3 separate regions of the Sus scrofa genome follow, and all the other regions are linked to region 2. A link is a contact called in public Hi-C and promoter capture Hi-C data. All regions are on one chromosome and are shown on one strand. Each heading gives the region's core, a stretch centred on a gene start, on an enhancer-like site or on the middle of the called end of the contact. The rest is flanking DNA. Distances are from core to core; before and after follow the strand shown. Region 1 overlaps ARAP1 (arf-GAP with Rho-GAP domain, ANK repeat and PH domain-containing protein 1). Region 2 overlaps FCHSD2 (F-BAR and double SH3 domains protein 2). Region 3 holds the start of FCHSD2 (F-BAR and double SH3 domains protein 2).

Region 1 (4,476 bases), core at 1,577-4,076, 170 kb before region 2:
TAATTTCACCTGGTCCTTATTAGACTACGAGAACATTTAAAATCACACTTGTGGCTCAAATTACATTTCTACTGGACGGTGCAGCTCCAGACTCTTCAGCACTCTGCTCACTGCCTCTCGAAAGCGACAACCAGGCTGTGAGGGAGCAGGTGCTCCAGGTCTGGCCCTGTTGCGAGGATTCAACGTGATGAATGAAAGGTGCTTTAGGAAAAGTAGCCCTATGCTTGGGGTATGAGTAGCATCCCCTAGTTTAGTTGGTCAGTTATCTCTTGGCTTGGATGAGGGTCCCTAGGGCGCTGCTGGAATGACCACGACTGGGAAACAGGAAACCACCTCTGTCCCTGAGGGGGGTTCAGTCCCCCCCCGCCCCCTGCCCCCAGCCCGGGCCTCTCTCAAGTTCCTATTCCTGCACTAGAAGCGTTAGAGCAAGGGCAGACTCAGGAGGTCTCCCTGACACCCCTCTAGGACAGTCTCACTCAGGGCTTTAGAGACATGGGCCAGACCTCAGACCTGAATCTGAGCCTTCCAGGAATCTCGGGCTAGAGGATATCAGATACCACCCAGCCGGTGAAAACAGCCCACTGGCCCTCACCAGGCTGGCAGTCAGGGAAGGCGTCCTGGAGGAGGCAGCTCATTGGAAAAAGAAGTTTGGAGCCATGCCCTGCTGAGCCATGCAGGCGAAGAAAACATCTAGCAACACTTTATTTAAATTTTTTATTTTATTTTTTTGAGGGCCACACCTGCAGCATTTGGAGGTTCCCAGGCTAGGGGTGGAATCCGAGCTGTAGCTGCCAGCCTACACCACAGCCACAGCAACACAGAATCCGAGCCTCGTCTGCGACCTACACCACAGCTCATGGCAGTGCTGGATCCTTAACCCACTGAGCAAGGCCAGGGATCGAACCCATGCCCTCATGAATACAAGTCGGGTTCATTAACCAGTGAGCCAGGATGGGAACTCCTCAATTCTTGATAGTTTGTTTATCTTGGATTTTTTTTCATTAATTTTGAGTTAAAAAAATATTTCCTGAAGTACCCAATGTGGCTCAGTGGGTTAAGAACCCAACACAGTGTCCACAGGATGTGGGTTCAATCCCTGGCCTCCCTCAGTGGGTTAAGGATCCGGCATTGCTGTGAGCTGTGGTGTAGGTGGCAGATGTGGCCATGGCTGTGGCCGTGGCTGGCAGCTGCAGTTTCAGTTCGACCCCTAGCCTGGGAACTTCCATATGCCATAGATGCAGCTGTAAAAAGAAAAAAGAAAAAGAAAAAAAAAATCCTAAAAATATTCTTTCCCTCGATGACTAAGCTTGTGGTCGCCCTCTGTGCCCCTCCGAGTCTGATTAAGTCTGTATAAGCCAGTGCCTCCCCCGCTTGCTCCTTCCCAAGCCCCGTTTGGAGGCTTCAGCCCTTTGGCTGCTATGACACATCACTGAGCCTTCGCCCCCAGGGAAGCAGGGACCAGCAGAGGAGAGTGTCACCCTGTTGCGACAGAACGGCCACAAGGCCACAAGTTGGAGGTTCCCCGCCCCGCTACGGCAAAGGCTCAGCTGGGGCTTCCACCGGCTGCCCTGCCTCTCCTGTCTCACTCCGGCGTGGCTCTGCTGGGCCAGCCATGGGCCCGACCCTGGTTCAAAGCCCTTCCACGGTCTCCAGCGTCCCCAGGTCCAGCTCCTCGGCCCATCCTTTGGCCTGCTCCAGCCGTGCCGTTTGCACATGAAGAAACCAGCCCGCAGGGAGGAAGTGACTTGCCCAAGCGTCGGGACATGCCCCAAGCTCTGGTCACTGTTCACACCAGGTACCAGCTGGACACATGACAGTCCCCAAACTGCCTCCTGACAATGAATAAGTGACCCACATCCTCCCGCCTTCAGAAAGTCTGATTCCCAGCAGCCTCCTCCAGAAAGTCCTCACTGACTGCCACCCCCTCCGGTTCCTAGGCCTCCAAGGCGAAGCCATGCTCAGCGCTGCTTCTCTTCTGATCCTGGTTGTTCTAGGTTGTCCCATTCTTGGGGTCCATCTCCATCCAACCTCCAAACTGGCCTGGTGTATCCCGAGTGTCTGTACCCCTTCTTGTCCCCCTGCTGCCCTCCATAGCAGGGCCTAGGACCGGACTGGACTGGGCTCCCAAGGGCACTCAGTCCAGGCGTAAGCAATCTCTAGTCCTTGCCAGCCAGTCCTTCTTCAGGTCTGACCTGAGTCCCTCTTGCTGGAGCAAAGCTTTCACCTTGCTGTCCTTTACCATTCCGACCCCGAAGGGCAGTTTAAATCTCATCACCCCTCCCTGTCCCAGCCCAGGCTCTCTGTCACACCACCCCTGCCCACGAATGACCAGGGACACCAATTCTGCGGGTCCAGTAGGAAGGTGGCCTGAGCTTTAGCTTAGGCTGGGCACACTCCCTACATTTCCTACAAACCCACCAGGGGCCCGGCCCCCGCCAGACTTCCGCCTTCACCTGTGTGGTCCCCACTGCAGCCCTAGGCCTGGGATCTTTACCCTGTTCCTAGGAGGGCGCAGCAGGAGGAACTCGCCAGGTACTTGCTAGAGCCAAGAGGGCCCTCGGAGGACGCGGCTGTCTGTCTGGCAGAGGAGTGAGGCTTCCGGAGGACACTCTCGCGAGCTGGGCCTTGAAGGATGAGCAGGATGTCACACTTCCAAGCAAAGGGAGCTAACTGAGCACGTGAGCCCCGGGGATGGGACAGGACCTGGAGATCGAGTTCCGTGGGCCAGGAACAGGGAATGTGAAAGGACAGGAGTGACACCCAGGTGAGCTCAGCATCGGCCCTCCGGTGCCCACGTGGGTGTGAGCCACCTCTGCATCTGATTTGCATGAATGAGTCAGGCCTGGAAGGAGCAGCCCGGAAGGTCCGAACTCCTTCCTCGCTGCCTCTGGAGAGTCCCCGCGGCCGGCCGGGCCCCTTCCCCCACTGCAGCTGGAGCCCCTCTGCACAGAGCCCGGCTCTGCGCTCAAGGGAGGGCCCAGCAGCGGGGGAGCAGGAGGGAGGAGGACAGGCCCAGGGCAGCAGCCCACCCCAGGCTGGCTGGCCGGGGACCCCAGAGACCAGACCTCAGCCCAGCTCTCAGAGCGCCCCACACAGCAACCAAGAGCAGTTCCGGGCCAGCTTCAGCCAGGCCGGGTCTCCTAACCACACCCTGGCGGCACCCCCAACGCGCCCTCACACGGCCTCCAGGGACGCAACCCCCGCCCCACCCAGCCAGCAGCCCCCAGCACACCCACGGCCTCGGGCCCACACTCGCTGCCAACAGCCTGACTGTGTAGGGCTGCCCACCAGCCCTGCCCCCTCGGCGCCCATCACCAGGTCATACCTGCGGGCAGGGCCACCCTGGTCCGGCGCCCGGCTGGAGGTTCTCTCAGGACTCTGTTGGCGCAATCAACACAGCTCGGGGACACTTCCCTTAGATATGAGGAACTGGGTGTGGGCTGGGCTCCCAGCACAGAGGGTGCAGAAGTGCACCCCCCCGCCCCCCCGCCAGAGGTCAGCTCCCTCCAGCCCCGCCAGGCAGCGGACAAACCCTTGGACCAAGAAGCCCCTTTTCTGGTTCTCGGGGACTGGTGGCCATGGCATATGGAGGGAGGCCCACTGGGGTCTCCTGCCCTAACCCAGCCCCTGAGCTCTGCCCTGGCGCGTACCCAGGCTCCAGACCTCCACCCCATCCCACTGGGATGTGGCCTCTCCTCTGAGTCCCAGGACTGGTGAGGGCTGACAAGGAGCAGACTTCAGGACAGTGAGGGCTGGGTCAGGGCCCCAGGGCTTGGGTGGGTTTCTTTGTTTGTCTGTTTTTGTTTCTTTTGTCTTTTTAGGGCTACACCTGTGGCACATGGAAGTTGCCAGGCTAGGGAGCTACAGCTGCCCGCCTACACCACAGTCACAGCCACAGCAAAGCGGGATCCGATCCACACCTGCAACCTACACCACACTCACGGCAACGCTGGATCCCTAACCCCCTGAGCAAGGCCAGGGATTGAACCCACATCCTCACAGATACTAGCTGGGTTTGTTTCTGTTGCACCACAATGGGAACTCCCGGGCTTGGGTGTTTACAAGGTTGCCTCAGCCATCTGGTGGGGAGCTGGGCGCCAGTGGCTCCAGGCCAGAACTCATTCCCCCGGGATGCCAGGCAAGTCCAAGGTCCAGTCCTGGCTCCATCACTTCTGGCCTGAAGCCCTCGTCAAGTCACGTGACATCCCGAGCCTCAGTTTCCCTGCCCAAAGCAGAGCTGTGACACATCACCATGTGTGTACAAGAAGCTACTCACATCTGCTCACACCTCTGCTGCTAAGACAGACACTTCCTGTTCTCAGCCCCAAGGCTTTGCTGGGCCTGTCCCCAGGGGCTCTTGGTGTTGGCCCCATAGCCAGGCTCTAGCCTGGACCCCCCTCAGCACCCTGGAATTCTCGGTTTCACAGATACCAATGACTCCCATGGCCCACCTCCAGCCATGTCCCCCTGCAGGGC
Region 2 (4,859 bases), core at 1,678-4,177:
ACAGCGTCTGTGGACTGCGGCCTCAGTCTCCTCTGCTAAGAGCTCCCGATGGCAATCTGCTTGGTATAAAATGTGGAGGGTTTCAACTCTATTAATGTCTCATCACTATCTTTAGCATTAACTATCCTGTCCTTTTATTTTATTTGTCTTTTTAGGGCTCCACCTGCGGCGTATAGAGGTTCCCAGGCTAGGGGTCCAATCGGAGCTGTATCCACTGGCCGACACCACAGCCACAGCCATGCAGGATCCCAGCCGCGTCTGTGATCTACACCACAGCTCACGGCAATGCCGGATCCTTAACCCACTGAGTGAGGCCAGGGATCAAACCCGCAACCTCACGGTTCCTAATCGGATTCGTTTCCACTGCGCCATGTCGGGAACTTCTATCCTGTCCTTTTAATGACCCATCTCTTCTTCAACTTTTAACTGTTCAGAAGAGTTGTAATAGTACAAAATGAAAATGTTCAACTTATCAGTAAGCCAAAAATTAAAATAATATCAAGAATATTACATTTATTCAAACTGTCGCAATTATAGGTATAGTTATTTAATTTTAAAACACAGTTTTGATAAGCATTCAGGAAATAGGTACTTTTGCACCCTGTTTTTAGGAATTTAAATTAATATAATATTTCTGAAAGGTAATCAGTCTATATGGAAAATGTTAACAAATCTTTGTTTTTGATCAGGGAATGTATTTTTAAAAAGTTACCTCAGGGAAATTATCAAAGAGGTACACAAAGATTTGTATAAAAGAATCTTCACTACAGATTTATAAAAATAGACGAAAAGGGGCAAGAAAATCTATGGCATATTAATATAATCAAATACTACATGGTCATTAAAATCACATTTTCAGGTAATATTTAAAGTTAGAAATATTTCAAAATGTATTTCATGTGAAAAAAGTCCTTGTGAAAACAAAATGACACCAATTTTGATGTATATGCAATATATGCATAGAAAAAATTAGAGGGATATGCCGAAATGAAATCAAGAGTGATGTTGGTTTACTGCTTCAGAGTCGAGCTGGAGTTGTTTACCTAGCTGCGCCCATAGCATGTGGAAGTTGACAACACCAGATCTTTAACCAGCTGAGCCACCAGGCAACTCCCATTCATTTTACTTTTATCATAGCCATCCTAGTAGGTACGAAGTGGTATCTTGTGATTTTCATTAGCATTTCCTTAATGCCTAATGATTCTGAACATATTTTCATGTGCTTATTGGCCATTCGTATATATCTGTGGAAACGTCCATTCAAATTATCTTCTCGCTTTCTAACTGGGCTGTTTGCCTTTTGTTATTGAGCTGCAACAGTTTGTTATACATTTTTGATACTTAAATTCTATCAGATATATTAGTTATAAGTATTTGCTCCAGTTCTATAAATTGTCTTCTTGCTTTCTTGACAGAGTCCTTTGATGCACAAAGGTTTTAATTTTGATGAATTCTAACTTCTTTTTTTTTTTTTTTTGCTTTTTAGGATGGCACCCACAGCATATAGAAGTTCCCAGGTTAGGGGTCAGATCAGAACTACAGCTGCCGCCTACATGGCCTACACCACAGCCACAGAAACAAGGGATCTGAGCTGTGTCTGTGACCTACCCTCAGCTCACAGCAACACTGGATCCCCAAACCACTGAGCAAGGCCAGGGATCAAAGCCGCATCTTCATGGATATTACTTGGGTTTGTTTCTACTGCACCACAATAGGAATTCCCCCTAATTTATTTTCCATTTTGTTGTTTGTGCTTTTGGTGTCCCATCCACTTCGGAATCCACTGCCAAATCCAAGGTCATGAAGATCTGTCCTCATGCTTCCTTCTAAGGGTTGTAGTTTTTAGTTCTTACATTTAGGTCTTCGATCCATTTTGAGTTAATTTTTGTACATGGTGAAAAGTAAGGCTCCAATGTCTTCCTTCTGTCTGTGTATATACAGGTGTCCCAGTACCATTTGTTGCAAAGACTACTGTAGAAAATGAACTGACCGTGTACATATGGGCATATTTCTGGACTCTCGATTCTACTCCACTCATCTGTGTGTCTATACTTAACGTCAGTACCACACCACTTTGATTTTAGAGTAAATTCTGAAAACAGAAAGTGAGTCCTGTAACTTTGTTGTTCTTTCTCAAGATTATTTTAACTGTTAAAGAGCTCTTACAACACCCCAAAAATTTCAGGATTAACTTCCCAATTTCTACATAACATGCAGTTGGAAATCTGAGAGAGGCTGCACTGAACCTGCAGGACAATTTGGGCAGTACTACTATCTAAACAATACTAAGCCTTCTAATTCATGAACATGGGACGTCTTTCCAATTATTTTGGTCTCTAATTTCTTCAACAAAATTGTGTACTCTTCAGTGTACAAATCCTATACCTCCTTGGTTAATAGACAGAATGGATTCTCCCTCAGAACCTCCAGAAGGAACTAACCCTGCTAACACCTTGATTTTAGACTCTTGGCTTTCAGAGTTGTGAGAGAGTAAATTTTTATCATTTTAAGCCACCATATTTGTGGTAATTTGTTACAGCAGTCCTAGGAAATGAATAGAGTCAGTCTACCTAAAAGCCTGTCAATTTTGTTGACCTTTCCAAGAAATCAACTTCTCTTTTTTTCTGATTCTCACTATTGTTTTTCTATTTCTGACTTCATTTATCTCTGCTCTGTTTATTATTTCCTTCCTTCTCTTCTGCTTTGGGTTTAGTTTCCTCTTATTTTTCTATTTCCTAGTTTCTAAGACGGAAGGTTTAGTTAGACATTCGAGATCTTTCTTCTTTTTTAATGTATGTGTTTATAGCTATTACAGCTCTGGGAATCAAACAAAAGCAAACAATAAATTGAAAAACTGCTGACCTCTGGGTAAGAAGAGTGGCATTCTTGCCTGGGGCCGTTCCCAGCTCTGTTCAGTTAGGTAATAGTGTTACCAAGGAAAGGCTGGTGGTGAAAACCAGCAAGTTCAATGCCAGGGAGACTAACCTAATATGGAGCAGAGGTTTAAAAAACTCATGTCCAGTGCATCAGGAAAGACAACAGCTCTGCTAATCCTGAGACTGAGGTCCCCGTTGGGATGAGCCCCTGATCAGCAGATTAGCCAAAAATTTAACACAAAGTCCTGGAAATCAAAGAGCCATAAACTCTCCATGAATCCCTGGCTGACAGGGAGGCTCTTTACACATGCAGATGAGACCTTAGAGGGCACAAGCAAGGTAAGTTGGCCTGAACTCTGAACTTACTCCCCAAGGACCACAGATCCAGCCAAAGGGTGAAAGTCTTACTGATTTGAGATGTTTCAGCACAATTTCTGACCAATCACAGACTGATTGCCAAGCTATGCAGACACAGGGATGAATCACAGAAATCCAAGCATAAAAATAAGAATAAAAAAAGAAACCGAGCAGAGATCTCAGTGGCAGCATTCTGCAGAACAGACAGATTCTGCAGAATTAGTCTGGGCAAGCAAAGACCCAACCAACCAACCAACTTGACAAAAACAGGAACAAAAACAAACCCCCAGAGGGGCAAAAAAAAAAATCCAGATACTCCACAATTATAATCTCAAATGCCTAGTTTTAACAGAAAGTTGAGACATGCAAAGAAACATTAAAATGTTAATCCACACTCAGAGAAAAAAAGGAGGTAATAAAAATTGCCTGAGTGGGTCAAGATATTTGATTTTGTAGACACAGACCTTAAAGCAAGTTTTATAAAAATGTTCAAAGAATTAAAAGGAAAATATGGCAGGGACTCAACAAGTAAGGAATCTCCACAGCTAAGAATCTATGCATGAGAAAGAAAAGCATTTGTTCACATAAAGACTTGTATATGAATATTCACAGCTAAATTGCTAAAAATAGTAAAAAACCTAGAAAAAATCCAAAAGTCTAACAACTGGTGAGTTGATAAACAAAAATGTGGCGTTTCCACATAGTGGAGAATTATCAAAAATTTTTAAAAATGAACTGCTGATAAATGTTACAATGTTGATCAATTTATCAGCAATCTCAAAAACATGCTAAGTGAAAGAAGCCAGACATAAAAAACTACGCATTGTATGATTCCATTTATGTAAAATGTCCAGAAAAAGCAATCTATAGAGACAGAAAAGCAGACTGGTGGTTGTCTGGGGCTGTGAGTGTGAGCTGGCATTAGCTACTAATAGGTATATGAAGGAACTTTCAGAAGTGATAGAAATTTTCTAAAATGAAATTGTGAATTTTATAAATTTTCTGAGAATAAATGAATTGTATACTTATAATGGATGAATTTTATGGCATGAAAATTATCTTAGTAAAGCTGTTTAGAAACTGTCACTAGATTAATATAATGGACAGTACCGTTTATACGCATTATGAACAAATAAGTAAGGAATGTAAACAAAAAACATCCAAGAGAGCAACAAAAACTCTAAAATGGGAAAAATGATGTTCTACACCATTAGGAAGAAAATGAGAAGCATTAACCAAAGGATAAAAGAACCCCCCCAAAAATACAGTTATCCACTACTTTTTGAAAGTTTGCTTTATGCTGCTTCACTTTTCCAAAAACACTTGCACTAGTACATGTTTTTTTGCTAACTGAAAGAAATCTGAGGAGGATTTTTAACTTAACAAAAAAATTAAAAAGACAAAAAGCAAAACAGCATTTGGTGTTTTTTAGTAGTGAGCTGTTTAGAGGGAGCACGTACACACATACACTAAGCTGCAAGAGGGGTCCGCCAAGTCCTTCTTCAGAAACTACACCCAGCATCTCAACACCAAGCTGCCATAGCTTTGAATCGTGCTGTGAGCAGCTGTGCTTTATCTTAAATTATTCTGTGCATCTGTTAGCAACTCGTGTCCTAAGGTAACTGC
Region 3 (4,653 bases), core at 127-2,626, 170 kb after region 2:
GGCAGGGAGGAGAGGGAGGAGAGGCTCATCTCAGGAGAGAGCTGAGCAAAGGCTTGGCAGAGGAAGCGGGATCCCTGAGGGGCAGGGGCTTGGTGGGCCACACAGAGGTCCATGGCAAGGGCCTCTTGGCCTCCGGGGACACGGCGCCCAAGGCCGCACTAGCCTGGCACAGGGCTCCCACCCGAGGCCAGGCCTCCCACGTTCCACACAAGCTCTCCCACCTCCCTCTGGACTGAGCTGTCACCCCAACCCTTTCACTTCCTCCCTGACGGCACCTGCCCAGACCGCAGCCCTGGCAAGGCCCCGTTTTCTGTTCTCATTTCCTCTACACCTCTGTGGGCTCCTAACAAAGTTTCAATTTCTCAAAAAAAAAAAAAAAGTTTCAATTTCTCAACAGGGGTTGGGCCCGACCCTGACCTAGGTACCTTCAGTCTTGCAATCTTGTTACTGCCTCTGTGCCATGATTCCCGCCTCTCCCCCTGCCCAGCTCCGCCCTGTGCTCTGCCCTCCTGAACAGCTTGGCCAAGCCATTTGACTCGCTGTTTTGACCCAGGCGCTCCTTTGCTCGAGACCCTTCTATGGCTCCCTCTGCCCTGCCCACAGAGCACAGGCTTCTTAATGTGACATTCTAGGCCTTTCTCTGCCCAGCTCCTGCCGGCCCACCCAGCCGCGTCTCTTCAGTGTATTTGTTCCCCAAAGAACACACACACGCGCTGTGTTGGAACTTGTCGGGTTCTTCCAGCATCTTCGCCCTTCTGAACCTGCCTTTGCCCCCTTCTCTGCCTGATAGACTCATATTCATCCTTCAAACCCCAGCTCAAAACTCCAGCTTCTGGAAAACCTTTCAGAATGAATCCCCCTGCCTCGGGGTCTCCATAGCCTTGTTCAGACCTTGATGACAACACTAAGCCCAAGCCCACTAGGCTTCGATGGTGTTGTGTCTTTTTTTGAACCCCCACTTCCGTTTCAGTCTCTGGCCCCTGCTGGACCGCTTCTTAGCTATGTGACCTTGGGCAAGTCACTGGAACTTCCTCTGAGCCCCAGGCTGGATTAGATGCTCTCTGTTGACAGTTTTTCAGCACCCACATGCACATCAATAATCGTGATGAACTGTAGTTATCTCCCACTAGGCTGTGAATAAGCTCCCTCTTCTGCAGGGGCCTCCCCTTCCCCTGCCCCGGCCCCTCCCTGCGCCCTGGCCCGCGTGGGCCAGGGCTCTGGACCAGAGAGCAGGCCTACACCAGGCCTCACCTGTTGCTGTCCCATGGGCTTTCAGGGTGGAAGCTGCCAGATGCCCAGACAGTTTTACTTCCCTCCTGGCTGCAGAGCACCGAGAGCAACTGTCAGCCTTCAAGCACTTCCGTCTCGCTCAGAGCCAGGCTTCCTTTTCACCCCTTCCGTAGGCAGCAAGCCGACCGTGGCCGCAGGCTCTGTGCCAGCTCCTGGGGAGTTTTGTTTCTTCTTGGAAGCCAAGCTCAGACCGCTTGGGAGGTGGACTCCCCCTAAGCACGGTCTCCCCCCTTGGGGGTTTGCGGCGGGAAAGCCTGATTACCCAAAACACTCGGAGGTTGGAGTCTTGACCTCATTTGACCTGTCCAGCTATAGAGCGAAAGGTTTCATATGAAGAAACTCCTGCAGACTCATAACCCCTCAGAGCCCTTGATGGAGCCTGTTCCTTTCACAGATGGGGAGCCCGAGGTCCAGAAAAGGACTTTCCCAGAGCGGAAGCAGCCATGTACCCAGGGGCTTTTATTTTTAAGGGAGGGCTGACCTGAACTAAATGGTCCCATCTGTGTTGCTTTTAAGTGCTTTTGCCTGCGTATTGTTGTCTTCCGTTGTCTCATCAGGTACTGTTCCTCTCTGCTGCCTTGGTGATTGCCTGCTGCCTGCCTGCCTGCCTGCCTGCAGCGGCAGCATCCTCACATCCCCAATTAACCTCTACGCCGTCTGCAATCAGATCGCCAAAGGTGTAAAACTAGTGTGTAAAATGTGAGTAAATAGGCCCAGATCAAGTGTTTGAGGAACATCTTTGGGATATCCAGGGTCCTCTAATGCCTAGGGTGCGGTTTCTGTGGCCTTCCCTCCAAAGAGAGGAAGATCCAGACGCAAAAACAGGGTCGAGAATATATCCTCACGGTTCTTTATCAGGCCTCACCAGCTCACACTAAGCCTACATGTGCCTGAAGGCTGCCTCTGGTAGGAAGACGACAGCTTGGTAACTTAATATTCTCCAAGGCTGAGAGGGCCATGAAAGGGGAGGCAATTCAACCCCAAGTCGGATTCCGAAATCACTGCTTCCATCTATTTTTTTCCTCTCCCCAACCTGTTTTGAATTCACACCAGAGCCGGTGCTGGGTATATGAGCGCCAACGGGGTCTCGCCTTCAGGAAACTCACCAGGGGGTGAGGAGAGAGGCACCGCGATAGCATCCGCATATAGCATCCGCATAAAGCATCTTCGGCAGGGACCTCCCCTTCCCCTCCCCCAGCCCCTCCCTGCCCCCGGCCCACGTGGCGTGTCCTGTGCGCAGGTGACCAGCTGTCTCGGGGAAACACATGCTTCCCAGGGACCTTCAAGGATGAATTCACCAATAGAGAAGTGAGAGGAGGGCTCCAAGGAGCTCGCTCTATTCCCACCCGGTGCCCGCGGTCAAGGAGGCCCCGCCGACGTCAGGCTCCCCGACTTCTGCACAACCTTTTGTGTTTTCCCAGGCTTGGTTCACTCCCTTGTTGGCCAATGAGCTTCTCATGCCCTTCACCTTGGAGGACCCTGCACTGGGCCCTGGGGCCTTCTGGCCTTGGGGGGGGGCGGCCTAGCCTGGTGGGGGATGGGCTCATGGGGAGCCGATGACCCCACAGTGCGGAGGGGGCATGAGGGAGGGAAGGGCAGACCTGGAGAGCCGGCGAAGGCACCTGAGCCGTCCCAGGAGGTCAAGGAAGACTTCCTGTAGATGCGTGCCCTCCAATCTGCCATGGGGAACCGCTTCCAAGTCTCCGCACATTCTTCTAAGGTAGGCCTGATGATCCCCACTATAGAGATGATAAAACTGAGACCCAGAAGAGGTCAATGCCTCACCCAAGGTCACACGGAGAGTACATGGGGGATGAGGTGGGTGTGTTCACTCCTGGGCACCCAGCTGCAGAGTCAGAAGTGGCCCCGCTAGAAGGGCTGGTTCAGGGGACTGGGGCCAAAGGTAGGATATTAGAGATACAGAGGGAAGGGTAGAAGCTGGGGGTCTGGTGGTACCAGCTAGATATGCCCTCTCCCCACACACCGTGGAGCGAAGGAGACAGGTATGTTCTCCAGGCCATCAGGTCATGGCATTTGGACACCGTCTCATCCAGCCTCATTAGACGGAGGCTCTGAAGGTCCTGTGGCTCAGCGGTAATGAACCCGAATAGTATCCATGCGGATGTGGGTTCGTTCCCTGGCCTCACTCAGTGGGTTAAGGATCTGGTGTTGGCATGAGCTGTGGTGTGGGTCGCAGACGTGGCTCAGATCCTGCACTGTTTTGGCTGCGGTCTAGGCCAGCAGCTACAGCTCCGATGTGACCCCTAGGCTGGGAACCTCCGTATGCCACAGGTGCAGCCCTGAAAAGCCATAAACAAACAAACAAACAAACAAACCGAGGCTCATCCAGAGCAATGGATGAGGACACACAATCTCAAGGGACAAGCCCTGGACTGGAGCCCAGAGGTTCTGAGCACAGCCCTGGCTGCCACTACATCGGTTACCCCAGGCTGCAGGTACTGACATGTGCTCCAGATTGGACACTTCAAGGACCACGGGGCTCACGGGCATCCTCCCCACTGCTGCTGTCAGGAGCTCACAGCTGGATTGGGAAACACAGATCCAACTCATGGACCTGGGTTCCCGGCAGCATGTGGGACGTGGGGCCACAGCAGGCATGAGCAGAGTGCCGGGGAGTGGCGCGGGATGACCTTAGTGTCACAAGGAGCCTGGGCAAGTCCTTGGGCCTCAGTTCCCTTGTCTGATCCCAGAGGGACTGGAGTCAGCCGTCTCCGAGGTCTCTCGTTCAGGAAGCCAGGCCTCTACTCCCGCTTGCCTTTTAAGGTGGGAGGTGGGGCTGGGTGGTGGGAGGCAGAGGAAGTGGCTTGAGTCAGCCCAGTTGCCCGTGTCGGGTCTGACCCATCACCAGCAGGGAAATCACAGACCCAGTGCTTAGACGTCTGGGAGCCGCTGGGCAGCTGAAGTATTTTTAGAAAGCTACAGGCAGACATGCCCGGAATCCTGGGCGTTCCAAGCCAAAGAAGCTGGGAGGCCAGCAGAGGCTGACCCAAAAGAGGTGGCCCCAGGCCTGGCTCTTACTTGGCCAGGGTCAGCGGCCTCCTCTTCCCCGGAGGCCAGGGCGGAGGCCAGGGCGGAGGCCAGGGCTCAGGCCGATGGCGCTCAGCTGTGGTTCCCCGACTCGCTGCCTCCTGGGTGGTCGGGGGCAGAGCTGTTGCGGGGCCTCCGGGAGAGGCTGCGTGTTGGCAGCGCTTGGCTCCATTGAGCCCTTCAGCTAGTTCTTTCTAGCTAGTCCAGCTGGATGGATGCTTTCTCTGGCCCAGACGAGCTGCTGGGACCCTGAGGATACAGAATGGAAAGGAGGCAACTCTGAAGCGGCTCAGATGCATTGGGGTGACAGGGGCT

Evidence for each region. Promoter capture Hi-C pulls out the DNA fragments that hold promoters and counts their contacts. A called contact is a pair of places that touch in the nucleus more often than the background predicts.
Region 1: a contact with region 2 is called in a Hi-C map of retroperitoneal adipose tissue, with 1.8 times the contacts expected there. The contact joins two enhancer-like sites. A contact is called at or near these places in 2 of 47 Hi-C or Micro-C datasets (retroperitoneal adipose tissue and subcutaneous adipose tissue) and 1 of 2 datasets of contacts at active chromatin or transcription factors (alveolar macrophages).
Region 3: a contact with region 2 is called in a promoter capture Hi-C map of liver, with 6 times the contacts expected there. The contact joins the promoter of FCHSD2 here to the enhancer-like site in region 2. A contact is called at or near these places in 4 of 5 promoter capture datasets (fetal liver, fetal skeletal muscle and liver), 20 of 47 Hi-C or Micro-C datasets (alveolar macrophages, blood, embryonic fibroblasts and 9 more) and 2 of 2 datasets of contacts at active chromatin or transcription factors (alveolar macrophages and skeletal muscle).

Annotation. Positions count from the first base shown.
Region 1 is chr9:7,284,600-7,289,075 of Sscrofa11.1, forward strand. The region is part of intron 1 of ARAP1 (arf-GAP with Rho-GAP domain, ANK repeat and PH domain-containing protein 1); the gene reads right to left. Among named protein-coding and RNA genes, the nearest start is that of ARAP1, 14 kb to the right of the region's middle. Within about 2 kb of position 2,827, at least 18 of the 83 cell types and tissues checked have an H3K27ac peak or open chromatin away from gene starts, as enhancers often do. A contact at or near this core is called in retroperitoneal adipose tissue, where this site is marked.
Region 2 is chr9:7,450,769-7,455,627 of Sscrofa11.1, forward strand. The region is part of intron 8 of FCHSD2 (F-BAR and double SH3 domains protein 2); the gene reads right to left. Among named protein-coding and RNA genes, the nearest start is that of ATG16L2, 110 kb to the left of the region's middle. Within about 2 kb of position 2,928, at least 6 of the 83 cell types and tissues checked have an H3K27ac peak or open chromatin away from gene starts, as enhancers often do. A contact at or near this core is called in liver and retroperitoneal adipose tissue, where this site is marked.
Region 3 is chr9:7,618,584-7,623,236 of Sscrofa11.1, forward strand. FCHSD2 (F-BAR and double SH3 domains protein 2) reads right to left here and starts at 1,377. Exons shown (of 20, transcript XM_021102293.1): 1 at 1,252-1,377. The coding sequence starts at 1,266.